Regions from separate parts of the Mus musculus genome. Here region 2 is linked to region 1. Evidence: chromatin contacts called from public HiChIP or PLAC-seq data. All regions are on one chromosome and are shown on one strand. Each heading gives the region's core, a stretch centred on a gene start, on an enhancer-like site or on the middle of the called end of the contact. The rest is flanking DNA. Distances are from core to core; before and after follow the strand shown. Region 1 has its middle 26 kb from the start of Gm35177. Region 2 overlaps Clmp (CXADR-like membrane protein).

The links. HiChIP or PLAC-seq counts read pairs in DNA pulled down with a chosen protein or histone mark.
Region 2: an H3K4me3 HiChIP or PLAC-seq map of bone marrow-derived macrophages shows a contact between it and region 1, with 3 times the contacts expected there. The contact joins two enhancer-like sites. A contact is called at or near these places in 1 of 39 promoter capture datasets (hippocampal neurons), 6 of 484 Hi-C or Micro-C datasets (the C10 cell line, cerebellar granule neurons, cerebellum and 2 more) and 1 of 115 datasets of contacts at active chromatin or transcription factors (bone marrow-derived macrophages).

What each region holds. Positions count from the first base shown.
Region 1 is chr9:40,519,955-40,522,654 of GRCm38.p6, forward strand. It overlaps a transcript of Gramd1b not described here. Among named protein-coding and RNA genes, the nearest start is that of Gm35177, 26 kb to the right of the region's middle. Within about 2 kb of position 1,342, at least 11 of the 459 cell types and tissues checked have an H3K27ac peak or open chromatin away from gene starts, as enhancers often do. A contact at or near this core is called in bone marrow-derived macrophages, where this site is marked.
Region 2 is chr9:40,756,213-40,758,912 of GRCm38.p6, forward strand. All of the region lies in intron 1 of Clmp (CXADR-like membrane protein), which reads left to right. Among named protein-coding and RNA genes, the nearest start is that of Hspa8, 44 kb to the right of the region's middle. Within about 2 kb of position 1,304, at least 182 of the 459 cell types and tissues checked have an H3K27ac peak or open chromatin away from gene starts, as enhancers often do. A contact at or near this core is called in bone marrow-derived macrophages, where this site is marked.

The sequences.
Region 1 (2,700 bases), core at 92-2,591:
TAAATGCCTATGAAGGCCAAGATTGATCTAGAGGGCCTTTCTCTATTACTCCCCAACTTACTTTTGAGGCAGAATCTCTCACTGAAATGGAAACTCACTGAGATGGCTAGAATGACTGAACAGTAAGCTCTGGTGATCCACCTGCTCTGCCCTGCTAGCACTGAGGTGACAGAGGGTTGCTGCCATGCCCAACATCGTACAGAGGTGCTAGGGATCCAAACACGTGCCCATCGAACCATCTTCCCAGCTCCTCAAAACACTAATTTTTAATCTATTATTAGTATTACAAGCATTTGAAATGAATCATGTTAAAAAAACAAAGTCCATTTGCTCAAATTGCTCTCCCTTAAGCACACAGTCACCGGATAATGAGCGGAGGAGAAGGAAGATTCAGATTCCAGGGGTACAGGATGTAAAGTCATAGCATAATCTGCCCACTGGGCAAACTGGGGACAAGAATATTGTGATAACCAGCAACTGCCACCTACATGGCAGCACTATTCCGAACCACCTCAAATTACCCTTCTCCAGCATCTGGAGGGTGAAGAAGAGAGCTGGGAACACTAGATGCTACGTCGGGAGATGGGAGAGGAGCCTGTCCCACGCCTATCACCAGCAGACTTATGAACTTCATTAAGTGGCTCTTCCGTGAGCCTCATTTTCCTCCCATGCAAAAGGTCACATGAAGTGATTCAAGGATCCTAACTAGCCAGGAGTACACAAAGAGAACCCCACAGCGGCATACTGAGATCTTAACTTTTAGCATTTACTCTCCAGAATTTACCATCAAAACAGGTCCTGGCTCTTAGGAAAGACACACTCTATCGGATTGTTTTCTGTGTAATTGTGTTTGACGTGAAAATTGAAGGCCTGGGTAATTACATTTCGTCTTCTCCTTTGATAGCAGGGAGGGAAATCAGAACCACCTGTACAAAAGGGTGACAGACTGACACAGAAGGGGCATCCTGAAACCTTGCTTGGTGCTCTGTGAACAAATAAACAGGCCAACAAAACACAGCTGACTTTTGTCCTCCCCTGCTGATTTTATAAAGCTCATTTTGAATGCTGTCAACTGTTCACAGATACCTAGAGACCTGTTTCCTTTTGCTGTTGCCTTGTGGGATAGACCTGCATCTGCACCAAGGTGTGGGATAGACCTGCATCTGCACCAAGCTGCAGAAGGTTATAAATACTAAGACACGCTGGTGGTTTGAGACCCAGTAAGGACGGACAAACCACAGAGAACTGTACTAGATGGGTCTGACAGGCAATTCTCCTGCCCGCTGCTGCTGTTTCCCAAGTGACAGGAAAAGGTTTTGTCTGGCTCAGCAGGTCTGTCATATGCCTGGCTTCTGGATGTCAAAGCTTGCGGAAAGCACATGACTACGGGGTGGTGAATCAACACTACAGAGTATGCAAGGCAAAAATGGAAGCCATTATATTGTTTGGCTAAAGAGGAAGTATGGGGAATGGCCTAGAACATTTACTTCGTGAACCTGAAATTTCATGAAATGAGAGCCAGGAACTGTGATCTCTGGACAAATGTATTCTAAAGCAGCCTGACATGAAATTAAAATAGTGCAGTCCATTGAAGAAAGAACCCTGTTGACTAGCTAGGCCTTCCAAAGTCTAAGGTGGAGGAAAGGTTGCAACATTTCAGAAACTCTTCAAAATAACTCCTGATTGGACTCTACAGGACTGAGTCATGGCAGAGAGCTTCCAGCTGCTGCCGGTGTGTGCTATGTAGGGTTTTCCTTACTCCTGCCCATGTGAGTGCTATGTAGGGTTGTCCTTACTCTTGCTGGTGTGAGTGCTATGTCGGGTTGTCCCTACTCCTGACCATGAATGCTATATAGGGTTGTTCTTAATCTACATCGACTTATGGTTTTGACTCTTCAGAGCCTTTCCATTCTTCTGGAATCCTCCACTCCCTTCCCACTTTTCCTCTTGGAAGGTTGCAACCCTTTATCACAGAAGGGAGAGAAGTTCTCTCCTGGTGGTCCTCCACACACTCCTAAAAGTAGGACTCACTCTTGAAAATGTTCCCCTTTTTCATAAAAAAGGTAATTATTTCTTATAACTTTTTCAATAAAAATTAAGTCAAAAATACAAAATGCTTACTATACATCTACACAGGCCATAAATCCTGGCTGTCCTTCATTATTCTTCTACACAGTGCTTCTGATTTCTGATTTCACTCTGTTCAGTAGCTCTGTAGAGTTTGCATAGCGCTTCTCTCTCTCTCTCTCTCTCTCTGTCTCTGTGTCTCTCTCTCTCTCTCTCTCTCTCTCTCTCTCTCTCTCTCTCTCTCTCTCTCTCTCTCTCTCTCATCTCACTACATAGAGCAGCCTCATTCTTACAGAGATCCGCCCACCTCTGCCTCCCGAGTGCTGGGATTTGAAGTATGTGCTCCCACGCCTGGCCACGATTCTCTCTGTTGAAACATTTTCATTCTCTAGTCTCGTCAGCTGTCATTACATCTCTCCCTCTTTCAGATGCTAACCGACTCCATTCTCTACCTGAACTCTTCCTAAGCCCTGAGCAGCCCTGCTTGCCTTCCTTTCCTTCCACCTTTATTGGAACTCTTTTAGCAAGTTTACAAATGACCCACTTTATCCTTAGCCTGCCCAAACTCTTTTGTAGTCAGTTTACTTTCCAACCCCACATCGTTCCTGAGCCTCCTGTCCCGAGTCATGGCCA
Region 2 (2,700 bases), core at 54-2,553, 240 kb after region 1:
TTTGTTTTTGTTCATTCTCTGTGTTTTGCTTTTAGACAGGATAAGTCAGTGTAGCCCAGGCTAACTTTGAAGTCACAGTATTCACAGCTTTTTCCCTGCTTCAGGCTTGCAAATATCCGAATGACTTTACTTTCTAATACCTTACTTTCTTACGTATATCCGATGCATCCATTCTCCTGAGGCTTACTGGAGCATTCTGGGTAAAGCAAAATATGGGGAAACTCCTCCCACTCAAGGTTAGTGAATACTAAATGTCCCCTAACCATTGAAAAATGTTCTCACTCAATGGAAGAAAGGGAGGCTACATCTGTGTCGCCCACTAGAGGGCACTGTACTGTATACTGCACAATGTGAAAGACCAGACTTTCGATCCCTGCCATGGGATGCTCTAACTTTGTAAACTCTGATCTACACAGGCTGGTAAATTACTTGGATGATAACTCCTACACCAAGAGCTGCGGCCTTGCCTAGAGCCTGCTTTGACTATACATTCAGGGGTCATTTCCTTAGTTCATTACTCGGAGCTTGGGAACATGTAGGGAGCCTGTACTCATGGGGTAACCTTTCAGGAAGAGCAAACATGGGTGACTAGGGACAAGTTGTCCGCCTTGGGCATTCAATGAGCTTTGGGAAAGTAGTAAAGTCTTATTTAGGAAGAAGAGAGGTTAGAGGTTGTTCTTTGGTCACGGCCCAGCCCACTATCCCTTATGAGAGGGGCGGGGGATATGAATATGTTTTTTGTTAAAACTCCTTCTTGCCTGGTCTTTTTGAAAAAAAGTCTGGAATGATCAAAGGAGTCCAATGAGACCCAAGGTTTTAGAGCGCAAAATCTTAAGCTAATCTTAAGCAGCAAGTACACGAAGAATTAGTCCCACCTTACCATGGAGGAGCACGGAGGGAGCGGTTTCCAGGGCAGCTGACCCCAGGCCGGGGGATGGGGGTGGGGGAGTGGCTGTTGATAACGCTAAGGCTGAGAGGTTCCCACTAGCACCTTGTTAAGTGTCTGAGTTGCCCGTGAAATCCCCACTAGGGAAAGCCCAAGGCTTCCAGGAAGGCGTTTTGCATATACACAAGAAGCCTCTTTCCAAACCCCGCTTCCTATCGATAAATACTGCAGCAAAAATTTCAAAAATTCTTCCCTTCCCTGAACCCCTGCGACTCACTAGCTTGGCCAGGCTGTGATCTCCTCCTAAGTTATACCGACTGTAAGGGTTTCTTCGCCCTAAGGTTGATCCCTGTTGCCCAGGAAATCCTATGCTAGCAGCCAGAGGGTGGCTGGACCTGCCCATTCCCTCTCACCCACCAGATGGCAGGCACATGCTAAGCAGTTCCCACAAACACTACCGAGGGCCCTGCCAGCTCAAACTGTAGATTCAACATATGGTAAAAATTATTTCTTAAGATGACCAAAAAAAAAAAAAATCCCAGAAATCTGGTAGCATCTTGGAGTTGGGGGGAGGGGGGAGGATGGTGGGGAGGAGGTGGGGGGGGGTCGGGAGGAGGGAGGACGGGGACTTAAGGTTCAAGAAAATAGGCAGATCCGTAGGCTCTGGTTGACACTCCCTGCCTCGCTGAAGTCGTTTGTATTCACGAAGGCACCCTCCTGGCGCTGCTGTATTTAATTCTGGATGTGTTATAAATAGAAGCTAGAGAGCGCAGTGTACACCGCCCACCACCTTGTTCCGGCCCTCTGGGGACATCGTCCAAATCTGGGCCTTTGTTTCCCTCTAGTGGCCTCCCTCAGCAAGTCTCACAGCAGAGCCTTTGCATTTGTTTATTCTGCATATAGCAAGGGCCTCCTGGATGCACGAGGGTGGTGTACAGTTCTTGAGCTTTGCACGAAGCTAAGACAACTCTGCGGGTTTCAGCGGCGAATGAAAGCTAGCGCATCCTCGGCCAAGCCCAACACAGTACAGTGCAGTCAGTTTCTCCGCTTTCCTGAGGGCTGCCATGTGGGCTGAAGGAGAACCGGCAATGTTATAGAGCATTTCCACTCTAAATGATTTAACCGGACCTCATCTCACGATGTTCCTCCCCTGTGCCAAGGTTCACTCAACAGTAAAATAGGTCTAAATGCTGACTGGCTATCTGCTATGTATTCAGACTCACAAAAGCAAAAACCAAAAGCAAAACTATGTTAGTTTACAGGAAATCTTCTCACATAGGCAGTAAAAGTATGATTTTGAAAGTATGATTTTGGGCTGGAGAGATGACTCAGCAGTTAAGAGCACTGACTGCTCTTCTGGAGGTCCTGAGTTCAATTCCCAGCAACCACATGGTGACTCACAACCATCTGTAATGGGATTGGATGCCTTCTTCTGGTGTGTCTGAAGACAGCTACAGTGTACTTAGATATAATAAATCTTTTTTTAAAAGTTATTTCTATATTGGTTGCACCACATAAGCTCGGCACATACACATTTGTTCAAATATAAGTGTAACACGTGTGTTGCATTTCACAGCCTTGCACTTTGCACCACATTTGTTCTAAAAGAACTTGACATCTGGGGTACACGTGATAAGAGAGGCAAGAATCCTGGTTTGGAAGAACAGCCAGTGCTCTTAACTGCTGAACCAACTCTCTGACCCCATCTTTTTTTTTTTTTTTTAAGATTTATTTATTATTATATATAAGTACACTGTAGCTGTCTTCAGATGCACCAGAAGAGGGCATCAGGTCTCATTATGGGTGGTTGTGAG